2 separate regions of the Danio rerio genome follow, and region 2 is linked to region 1. Evidence: chromatin contacts called from public HiCAR-type data. All regions are on one chromosome and are shown on one strand. Each heading gives the region's core, a stretch centred on a gene start, on an enhancer-like site or on the middle of the called end of the contact. The rest is flanking DNA. Distances are from core to core; before and after follow the strand shown. Region 1 holds the start of polr2m (RNA polymerase II subunit M). Region 2 holds the start of mindy2 (MINDY lysine 48 deubiquitinase 2).

Evidence for each region. HiCAR-type assays count read pairs that join an accessible place to other places.
Region 2: a HiCAR-type map of caudal fin shows a contact between it and region 1, with 4 times the contacts expected there. The contact joins the promoter of mindy2 here to the promoter of polr2m in region 1. A contact is called at or near these places in 3 of 18 Hi-C or Micro-C datasets (caudal fin, hematopoietic stem cells and an unstated tissue) and 3 of 4 datasets of contacts at active chromatin or transcription factors (caudal fin, embryo and gastrula embryo).

Annotation. Positions count from the first base shown.
Region 1 is chr7:30,255,129-30,261,279 of GRCz12tu, forward strand. It overlaps polr2m (RNA polymerase II subunit M), which reads left to right and starts at 3,289. Exons shown (of 4, transcript NM_001346180.1): 1 at 3,289-3,542; 2 at 4,166-4,732; 3 at 5,570-5,777; 4 at 6,008-6,151. The coding sequence starts at 3,433. The coding sequence ends at 6,151. serf2b (small EDRK-rich factor 2b) reads right to left here and starts at 1,692. Exons shown (of 3, transcript NM_001160335.2): 1 at 1,603-1,692; 2 at 1-27. The coding sequence starts at 1,609.
Region 2 is chr7:30,462,079-30,468,229 of GRCz12tu, forward strand. mindy2 (MINDY lysine 48 deubiquitinase 2) reads left to right here and starts at 3,214. Exons shown (of 9, transcript NM_001004517.1): 1 at 3,214-4,346. The coding sequence starts at 3,528. adam10a (ADAM metallopeptidase domain 10a) reads right to left here and starts at 1,840. Exons shown (of 16, transcript NM_001430987.1): 1 at 1,678-1,840. The coding sequence starts at 1,744.

The sequences.
Region 1 (6,151 bases), core at 2,039-4,538:
GGCGGGCAAGCTCACGCTGATTTCCCCCTGCAGGATGACAAATTTACTTAATTTACTTCAAATCAAAAACACTTAATGGCTTTCTTAAACACTCTTAAATTTAAAAAAAATTAATGCTACTGATTTTAAATATTCTTATAAATATCTTCCCTTGTGTTTAATGGAAAAATAAATGAAATTAATAAAGGTTTGCTGATACTGGAGAATGTGTAACTGGTGAGAACCTTTTATTTTTTGAGTAAACTATTCCCATTCTATTAAAAAGCGAGAGACACTGCAAACAGTGACATGATTTTTAAATACACCAGTTTAGTTTTTTTTTGTGTGTGTGACTTGGGCTTTTCATAATGTTATTTTTTCAGCATATTTATTTATTAAAGAAAAATCCTAAATACATTTTTAAGTCACATGTTATAAATCGATGTCTGTCAATTTCAATTACAATATATTTTAAAGACTTTTTCTGAAAATGAGGGTCTTTTTCATCTGCACTGAGCCATAAATCTCCACTTCAGCAGATCTTACATACACCGGACTTTACAGTTTTATTCATATCTGTAATCTGATGTTTTTTCTTTACAAATGGATTAGTACATACCTAATATGTCTGATTGTATGCAACATACTATTATTCAAAACATTGCTATTTCCTTTGGTTAATCCCATTATTTTGTTAATTATGGGCTAATAAAAAAAATTCTACATCGCCTCTGTAAAGACTCTGGCTAATCACACACAATAATTTTGAACAAGAATTCATCCAATGTAAGCATTTTTGTCCCAAAAATATATGAAAATGAACACACATTTCATTAAATAAGGGCACAGTTACACATTAATACAAAACATGTTAGAAAACTGGTAATTAAATACAAAAAATATTAGCAGTTCTTAATGTAATTAATCTTAGGGTGAACTATTGTTTTTTTTAACCTATTTCACCTTTAGTCTCTGCGATTAGAAGATCAGTAAAATGTACAAAAGTGAGGTTGTGTACAAAAGTTGACGTTGTACAGAAAAACTTGCAAACACTGATTTATGCTCAGTGAATCTACATACATTAATAACAATAATGTGTGGCAGTGATGCGACGTGGCAATGAGGGCGCCAGAGAGCTTTCACAACAATAACATCCGTACAAAACGCTGAGACAAATGATCGACGATAACGCAAAACAAACGACTCTCTGCTCTAATAAAACGATTTCTCTTAAGACAAAATGATTCCCGCTGGGTTTTTGCTGAATGGTGTTAGTAGTACACAATATTACTGACTCTGCAGTTTAAGTTTGCTAATGTTAAACATCTGTCATCTCCGGTTAAAGAAACTATTAACGTTAGATTACACATGTTTTCTGTGTTCTATCATATGCAATAAATAACTAACGTTCACTAGAGCCACTGTAAATTGATGGCTTAAAGGGATTTTCTTGTGATTTGATTTCGTGGACTTTACACAGAATAAGCTAACTGGCTAGTTTGTTAGCCTTGCTGTCGTACTGCTCTTAAAATGAGGATTAACTTAAAGTACTTTCATAAATGATAACTGAAGCTGATATAATATCTTTCAAAAATAAAAATAATAATACCAATCAATACCCACTCGTCATGATTGCTCTTTAGTTGTCGCCGGAGCGCAAAGCTCAGCCTAGCGTTAACTCCCGTCCTTATGATGGCTGGCGGTCTCGAAAATACTAGGAAGCTTTACGACAACACCGCATCGGAACACAGCAGCTCATTCTTTATTACGTCACACGAAGGAAATCACCACACATAAATAGTCCAAAAGATAAACCCCTGGAACACATCAGATTTGTTTTATCATATATGGCTCGTTTTTCATTCACAAACATAAATTCGCAAATAATAACCCACCCGTCGCTCATTTTGGAATAGAATTTACTCCCTCCTAAAATGTTATGCATATGTATTTAAAGAAGATCCTCGATTGTAGTTGCTTTCCTTATGGTTATTTAGCTATCATTGTAATTTCATTCGTTTAATTTTGTTTACTTAATTTAGTATTTCTAGTATTATTTTTTTATTATTAATAATACAATAATTCTTATTATTTTTTTATTGTTTCCCTTTTTGCCCAATGGTATGCTATTGGCGTTTGTATGTGATTATATTTTTTCTTATGACTATGTATATTATTAACCTTCTTTAAGATCTGTCTCACTGTCTGTGATCCCTTGGACTTTGCTCTGATGTTCTTGTAATGTCAGTTCAAGCAATAATAATATTAATATATATATATATATATATATATATGGGGTGTGTGTGTGTGTGTGTGTGTGTGTGTGTGTGTGTGTGTGTGTGTGTGTGTGTGTGTGTGTGTGTGTGTGTGTGTGTATAACTCACCACACATATATTTTTAATAAGAAATAAAGTAAAAGGAAGATATATTTTTAAACTAATGTATAAATATTGCCCCAGTAATTATTTCAAAGGTTTTTTTTTTGTTTGTTTGTTTTGAAGATATTCCTACTCAGCTTGCTTCTGGTTTGATTTTTGTTTGTTTATTAGAGACTGTGCCCAACTTTATTTTGAAATTGTTTATATATATATATATATATATATATATATATATATATATATATATATATATATATATATATATATATATATATATATATATATATATATATATATATATATATATATATATATATGTTTTCTAAAACAATCATGGAAATGGCTAAAATGGAAAATTAAAACATATGAAATAAGTCCTACTTATGGCACATAAGGGAATTGATTGCGTATTTCTGACAGAGAAACGTATATGACAGAGAAAATGAGATAAATATTGTTCAGTGGCTTTTGTTTTTCCTTTATTATAAAGTACAGTAAACTGTACCGTCCTTATGTTTTGAAGCTTCATAGTGAAGTACATTAGTCTGACCAGCAGAGGACACCACTTCATTTTTTAATCTTTTCTCCGTAGACAGATTTTCTAAATGTCTTATCAAAAAACGAATATAACAATTCTTTTAAAGCTGTTAACAGCTTTATTCTGCCTTGCATGCAGCATTTTCACGAAAAAAAAATTAATTTTTGTCCTTCTAATAAAAATAAAGGTAAACAATTAATTTCTCAACGACCCAATTTACATGCTATTGTTAGGATATTAGTAGATTTTATTTAAATCTTATAAAACAAACAAATAAACAAACAAACAAAAAATCTAGGACGCTAACTTTAAATATGTTCAACTGGAACCGCTTCCACTTCCACAAGTTTGGGTCTTTTAATTTGTAATGTACGTGACACATCTGCTGTGGTATACTCGTCGCTTACTTCACAGTCTTTGCACATTTTGACAAATGGCGGCACAAGTTGATATCTAGCATCCCCTGTCAGTTATGAATTTTTATAGCGTGTCATTGTGAAACTTTTACTAATCTATTTATTCTTCACATATTTGATCATGTTGCCGTCGTGGGTAGCGCGACAGGGGGAAGTGGGTGATCTGAGAAACAAAAGTAAAGATGAGCTCCTTGAAATACTTTCACGACAAGAAAAGATACTGTCTAATAAGTAAGTGATTTCAGGTACTTTATTTTACACCCACGTATATATTTATCCTAAATGTGTTATTCATGATTGGCGTCTAACTAAACAACAAACGTTTGGCTTATTGGCTCGATGTCTATGTTGATAAACTTCTGGATCATTCCAGATCAACTGACAGTTAATTTTACAGTTAACTTGGAGAGATAATTCATCCAACGATAAGCATTTTCTCACCCTCAAGTGAATCTAAACCTTTACGAGTTTCGTTCTTTTCGTACAGAAAAATATATGTTAAAGAAAGCTGAAAACTTGTAACTATTGACCTCCATGGTATGAAAAACAAATATCACCAAATGCCAATACCGTTTGTGTTTAACAGAAGAAAAAAACCCATAAACATGTGAATTAAGTAAATGTATTGAGTAAATTATTACAGAATTTGCGTTTTCGGTGAACTGTCCTTTTAACATACCTGTGTGTGAAAATAGAAGTGTGCTTACAGTTGTTGAAGTAATGGATGGACATTAATTTATTTCATAAGTTGTTTTTTTGTATTGTTTTTTGAATAATTTTTGAAACCGCTTGTATTGTATAAAAGACCTCATAATCGTAATGAAGCATGAATAGTGTTTTATAATCTCTTTCAGGAGATTTATTCAAACCCTCCCAGATAAGGGGAAGAAGATTGCTGAGTTTGTGGAGAAAGTGCATCTTGCACTCGGGCATCTGGAGGAGGAGGAGAGAAAGCAAGCAGGTTTAATCTCTGTCCGGACAGAGTTTCAGTCGAAATATCAGCAAGCCCTTGCCAAGCGAAGCAAAGATAATCATTTAGACTCAAAATTGGACACAGTTATCCCATCCCATGACAAAAAGGAAGCCAATGTCAATACTGACGTGGTTAGCGTACAGGAAAATGGTGATCTGTTTGGCCAGGAGGAGTTTTTGACAGCCCGTCTGCAGGCTGCTGAAACACTAGAAACAGCCGGTGTGAATGCAGCAGCCTCATTGCTGAAAGACACAGAGCTTGTGAAGGCATTTGGACGAGTAACATTTGCTGAAAGCAATAATGGCTCTAACAAAGACAATATCAAAACTCAGCCTCCAAGTAAGCCCTTTCTGGACACTAAGCCACTGAAGAAACCACATTACATAGAAGTCCTGGAGAAGACAGAGGAAAGTGTGAATATGAAGAAATCTAGATTCAAACCAAACCAGTGAGTGGAAATACACTATTATTACACATCTTTTAAATTAAGATCAAAACGAATACTACATTATTATGCTTAAATCTTGTGTTTTTCGCAATTCAAACACTGTCTAAATAGTTATGTTGGAGTTCACACACATTTTATGTCACTCTTGATCAATATTATGACGATAGTCATTTTGAAACTCTTACTCAATATGTCAGACAGTTGTGGAAGTAGTCAATAAAAATAATAAAATACTATAAAAAATAAAAAAAAAACGAGCTTTCAAAAAAATTTTTTACTAAACCAAAAAAAAAACAAAACAACCCAAGGGCATTCTTGTTTTTAACCAATTTTAAGGCTTTCATAAGAGTTTTACCTCGTTTAACTCTTGGTCAAAGTTGGGTTTAGATGTGAACAATCTACACACTTGAACAAATCTCTTTCCCAGGCATAACAAAAAACAAAACAAAATTAAACTATTTGCCTTTAAAAATAGAATACAGCCCTGAATACCTTAGCATTGTGGGTGGTGTTTTAACATCCCTGATTTGCAACTATTTTCAAAAGGGTAGCACTGTACATTATAACATAATATGAAAACATGACCATATTTACAGTACTTTTCCCACAAAATACACTATTGTTTGAATTCAACCTTAAGAAGTTATTGTGATAAATCAAATAATGCTAAACATTATCCTATGAATATTTAGCCTTAAACACTACTTATGGCTTTATATAGTATCTCATGTTTACTTGCCCCCTCCATGGTGTTAGCAAAAGCAAATTATAATTCCCATCTACATATTAATTAGGTTTTTTATAATCTTGCTCGCCTGTTTCTTGTTTGTTTCTTAGGTTAATTGCAAAATCTGAGTCTCCATCATCTAGTCAGGCGTCTGGCAGCACCACACCACTAACTGCAGAAGCCAGAAAACAACAAGACCGAAAACACCTGGATGACATCACCGCAGCTAAACTTCCACCACTGCACCACAGTCCAGCCCAGTTACTGTCATTAGAGGAGTCGGCAGCCCTTCTGCAAGAGCAGACCAGAAAGCAGCTGGTAGGTGTCCATAGCAAAGGTTTGAGTAATCATATTGACCAACGACATTTCAACATTTCAAAAAGTTTTATCCCACAGAAACATGAACAATTTCAACATACTTTTGAATACTCCCAATCGACTGTGTAAAAATTATACATGTTTGCTGCTTTTGTATGTGTGTTGTTCATGTCTCAATTTGTATTCTGGAAGTAGTGCAGTCATGTGATTGTCTATAATGCTCATTTCAGGAGATGCAGGCCAAACAAGCTGCCCAGAAGCTGGCAGATGGTCTTAGTATCAGGATGGAGAGTTACAACCCAGAAGGAGGCCCACTGGCAGCCTATAGAGAGGTGCATGATGATGGGGCCCTGCTTTCTTCAGAGGAGGACTGA
Region 2 (6,151 bases), core at 1,964-4,463, 210 kb after region 1:
AATTGCATTACTAATAATAACTACAAATATATCTAGCACAAATTCCTGATTATCAGTGAAACATAATCGTAAGTTTATTTAGAGATAACTCTTAGTTAAAAGTGAAAATATTTTTATATAATGATGAGCAATGCCAAAGTTATGGATGTGACATTTGCAGTAAAAATTTAAAACATAAATTCACATTAAAAGTTTATGATAACATTATACTGAAATATCAGTTTACATTTACCAAAACAATTACCATAAAGTTATGGGATTAGAAAAATATCAATCTGTAAACATTTTTAATATTTTAAATGAGGAAAACAAACATGCGTTATGGATGTGACCAAAAGGTTTACGAGTTCAGAGTATCAAAAATACTTAGTAGCAATTCTGTGAATGAAATTTGCCTCTCTATAGAACAAAAATTATTGAAATTTTATTTAACATTTTTGCATTTATGAAGTAAAACTTCGTTATGGATGTGACATATCTCCGTTTTGGATGTGACGAATGTGAAATTGGCACTTGTATGACTTTGGTAAATCAAATATAATTGTTTAAAAACATTGACAGAGACACTTTTGAGTAATTTAAAGTACTGTAAACAACAAGCCTACATGAAAAACGTACAAAGGGTTTCATTATTTTGGAGAAAACTTTTTTTCTTTTTGAGGAATTGCTCAAATATAAATACTAAAAAATACACAATACAAATACACAAAAATAAACGCCTTGGTTCTGTTCTTCGTTGGAATATAGACTTGTTTCGAACACCCAGACAGCTAAATAGGACAAATGAATTTAACACAAACAGAATGACATACAAGTACTACTGAAACGTCATCACTTCCTGTCTGACAGCAAGGGCACACAGTTTCAGCAAAAATCTGAATTTACTGGAAGCGTATAACAATTTACGTTGAAAAGTATTTCTTTAAGTAACTGCAACGTCTGTGTGCGGCAGCAACACACAGCCAAGGCTACACAAGTAGCTAAAGGGGAGGCGTACAACATACTTCTATTGTTGGTAAACAATGTTATTATAACTAGACCACAGACCAAAACCAAACTCAAACAGTGAACAACACATGATAGAAAGTGAAGGTTATTAGACTTTTGTATTAACTTCTGAGACATTTTTGATAAGAAAATCTGTATTTTCATTAAAATTACGTCTGTATAAGACTTGTGAACTAGTCAAGTAAAAACACCACCCGACTCCTGCGTGTGAGTGATTTCAGGAAAGGCGTGTAGTTTTAATTTCGTCCTCGTGTATTTTCAGACATTAACTCACAAACACTACGAACTCGACATCGCACTTCAAAAATAACACATTAGACATGCAAACAAGTACAAATTGAATTTATTTCTCATCCGTCTTTCTCTACACCAGTTAAGTTAGCTAGCCAGGCTGCCTTTGACAGTTAACGTTAGCTAAACATATATTGTCATTCCTCTGAAACGTCCCACTCAAAGTCAGTACGAAAATACCTCACCACGCTGTTCACTGCTAATACTCTAACACGAATAAACCACAAATTCCACGTGTTTTACAATATAAGTTGTTTATTTTTACTGTTTGCTTTCACTTCCGCACTCTCTATGTTCACCCCTCCCGTACTAGCTTCAGCTAAAGCACAATCCGATTAACCGTCACTTTTTCCAGAAACTAAAGCAAAACCCACTTACCGTTAGAGTCGCTTAAGCAGTATAACAATATCAGGAGTTTAAACAAAACCATATCGAGTAAATTCATCGCTCGTACATTGACACCGAGGCTGGTTTGGTTGTTAGTTTAGAGGGTCTTAAAGGCGCAGTCGCCCTTGATGAGCGTTTGTGTATGTGTGTGCGCGCGAGTGACGGCTGCTGCGGCTCCGCGCTTGTCTCTAACGGCCTGACGTCATGCGCAGGCAGAGAGGGGGAAACCCCGCCCACGGCCTCATAAAACAGCCAGAAAGACAATATAATGTCGAGACTTCTGTTGAACTTAATGACATAAATTGTATTAGAGAAGACAATTACTGCCGTTTAAAACTGAAAGTATAATTGGGTGTGGTTCTCTGAGTTGTTTTCTCCAGCCAAATGCGTGTACGTGTCTGTATAGTTCTAGCATAAATGAATGAATGAATGAATGAATGAATGAATGAATGAATGAATGAATGAATGAACAACATAATAAATAAATGAATAAATTCTGTCATAGATAAAGGTGATATTTTTTTCAGATATTAAATCTGAAAATCAAGGTACAGTTTGTAGTTTATATTTCACTCAACCTTAGCTAAATGCAAACTTGCATCCACTTCAACTGTTACAGTAATTTTTTTTTTACTTTTAATCTCGACTAACCAAACTTCTAACCCTGACAAAAATAATTTTTTGAATAAAAACCATTTACACTTTTATAAACTACCATCTCGAAAATTGTCCATGGTTTTATTATAGTAAATGTGTCATAGCCACTTGTTTTAACACCGTTATGCTACAAATATTATAGTTCAATAGTTCAAAATCACAGTTAGTTTGTTGTCACAATGATTTTACTCCAAATAAAACCTCCATAGTCACTGTAGTTAAATCATTGTAACCAAAAATTAAACATGTGTTGGCATGGTTTCATAGAAAACGTCTATTAAAACGTTCCTAATGAAAGGTTTTGTCAGATTTACCTCTCGTCAGGGATCTAATATACCCAAAGAACACAAACACAAGGGTACAAACAATACCCAAATCAACTAACTAGGTCAATGCTGCCACCGTGCGGTGAATATAAGCATTACTAAACGGGTTTATTGTGGTTTATTATGGAATACACTGCGTGATGTCACGTCAATGTCCATGAAAACGTACTGTCTTTCACACGTGACCACCATATGTGAGGAGAAATTACAAATCTACGAAAGATTACATTAATCTATCGCGTGCATACTTTTGTGAGAGTAATCTGGATAAAAAATCTACACATTTATTTTAATATTTTGTCATGAATATAAATAATACATAATATACAAAATAAAGAAAACAATAAAACAAATCAACGACCAAAAATGGCCTGAAAAAGAAAAGCAACACCTTTGCTCACAGAAAGTAATTCTTTAAAGTTGTTACAGGGCGACCATTATTTTAAAGGTTGCATACAGGCTTGAATGACTATTTTCTTCAACAATCCTGCATACCTTTTATGTGCATCACCGAAAGAAATGAATATATGACAACCTCAGTCCACATTTGTCCTCTCAGAATAGTTTATTCTAATCAGAATAGTTTATTCTAATAATATAAGTAAAACAACACAAAAATCGTACAAGTTTGGAACTACATCACATTGAAGAAACGATGACATAATTCTGGTGTTTAGGCGAACTACCCCTTTAAGTTGCTAGTAAAAATGACATACAGTCGGTGGTTGTGAATAGTCGGGCTCGGTAAATAAGGGTCCATGAAGGGATGACGTCAGAGGTGGAGATGTCATGGCGTCGTCGGAGCTGAGACTGGAGCTTGCCATCTAGTTAAAGGTTGTCGTCGATGCGTTCAGCGAAATGGAGAAGAATGCAAACCCTCATCGAGACGCAGGAGGAAGTGTCCTGTGCACCGCTATTCCCGCGGAGCCTGCAGATATCAAAACAGCCGGCGGAATGAAAGATGTCTGCGAGAAGAGAGAGACTTTGAGTACTTGTGCAAGTGCTAGCGGTGCTAATGCTACACCCTGCACACAGACATCAGATGCTGCTGAGACGGTGAGCAAAACCACACACGGTAAAACCAGCGTTTTACCGGAGACACTGTCGCCCGATGCGGCCGATCAGCTGAGCAACGGAATGGGATACGAGTCGCCGGTGACCGCTGCTGGGAATAAGGAGGGTGGCACCTCAAAGTTAGTAAACAACCTCACGGGAGAGAAACCCGACATCAATAATGTGCAAGCGGACGGTTTAGACGGAGAAGCGACGAAGGTGTCCAAGCCTGCTTATTTGTGTCCGGACAAAGCAAAATCTGCGAGCCCTAATTCAAACGATCACACCGTTTCCGAGGGTCCCCCGAGTGGGAGTGAGCCCAGCATCGCGGGAGAGTCCCGCAGCTTTGATTCACTCGAGTCCTTCTCCAACCTGAACTCCTGTCCGAGTTCAGACCTCAACAGTGAAGGACTGGAGGAGAAGGGACTGGCTTTGGCTATTCAGAGTGAATACGGGGCCGAGGGGACGAAAATCCCCTGTCCCAAAGACAGGGTGACCGGTCAGTCGTTTTACCAAATCAAGTGGATAAAGTGGAAGGAGGAGAACACTCCGATCATCACACAGAACGAGAACGGGCCGTGCCCGCTGCTGGCTATTATGAATGTCCTGCTATTGTCATGGAAGGTAAATATGATGAGAGGCTTCTTGTTTGACAGGTCATACTATCGCTCATCTGCTGCTGTTTGTTTTGCACTGTGCTTTGAATTTTTTTAATTGTCAAGTGTATGTCTATTAAGTATAGCCTACCATAAGTTACAAGACACCAGTTCATTTGTTACTGATATTGAATAATTGCTCATAGGTAGTTCTCTCATATTGGTCTTTGCGAGATGGGAGTTTTAAAGTCATAAAGTAAGTCCACACTGCAGCTTTAACTACGATAGCACAGATAATTAATGTCCTGCTGGAATCACTTTAAGATTATGTTTTACTAGCGGATGATCAATAAGAAATATTGCCAATGTATAAATAGCGTGTAATGAAACTTCTAAAAATGAGACCCTCCCTGGCTTTCTAGTCTGTCTATGTCTACTTGTAGAATGATTTTTGTTTTAGGGACTATGTTTTTAACCAGGAAAATCAACAGGATGTGACATTTACACCCGTTCCCGAGAGTCTCTCTTCCATTCAATAAAACATGAACATATGGTCATTGGTCAGAAAAAAATCCCAAAAGAACCACTCTGTACTGTAATGTCAGTGTCATGCAAATAAAAGGAATTTATTTAAACTACAGTCATGGCCGGTATAACTTTCTGACTGTATATGATAACTCGCATAATAATACCACAGTTTCACAGTACTGTGATTACTGCTCTAATATATGCTCTTTTTAAATGTCTGGGTAAAAAAACGAAACATTTTTTCCCCTTTGAACACAATATGTATTATCTTGAGAAACTTTTAAAATATTTTCGAGCAGTAAACATGTCAGGCTAAACAATTCAAATAAATCATTGACTTCTGCTTGTCTTCATTAGTTTCAAAAACACACATTTCTTTACAATTTAAAACGGCATCTTTGGATATATTTTCTGCTGGACATACTGTTATCCTAAAAAAAACGTAAATAAAAAATCTTATATATAACGTAGAAACGATATTACAGAAAACTTTGGCGGTTTTAAAACTTTGACTTTCCGAACCGCGGTATACCTTGAAAACGGTTATCATCCCATGCCTACTGTAGTCTATAGTCTCAAATACTTTATAATGAAACTATCAAAAGGGTAATTTTAATGACTTAATCTGTTGACATAAAGCCAGCGCAGGAGCATCACCATGATCATGTGCTTTCTGAACGGCTGATTTCTCACCACTGCCATGTTTGAGAAAAAAGCACACAACACATGTATCATTCATTCCTCTGAACATTTATAGTACCATTGAGTGCATAGGGGAACTGAGAAGCAAGCACAAGCAATAAGTTGTTGGATGCAGTTCAATTAATGACCACCGGTGTCACAACAACAGACATTTAAACTACAGTGCATGCTTATAAACAAGATGATATTGACTGCTGTAGTGGATGCTATGCTAATATAGTTATCTTGCTGTCGTGTGAATGAGCCTTTATTCTTGTGCAGATTAATCCCATGTTGACGTCTCATGACCCACTTGCAGTTGGCAAAGTTAATTTTATATATTAGGTATAATACACTTCCTTTATGCAGGGATGGTATGGAAGAGTAAGCATGTGATTTTCCCTAGTAAGTCTAATAGAGAATGGGCACAAGTAAAATGTCTAAACAAGTGCTTGAGTGATGAAACAGTCTGCAATACAACCCATGCATCTAGCTGTCAGAAATTGAATTCATTTAGGCCATCAGGGGACAGTATAAAGTACGTTAAAACACTATAGGAGGACAAATAGGAGCTAGCTAAATGTGCACTTTACTGCTGATTATAATTATTTTGTTTATTTTCAT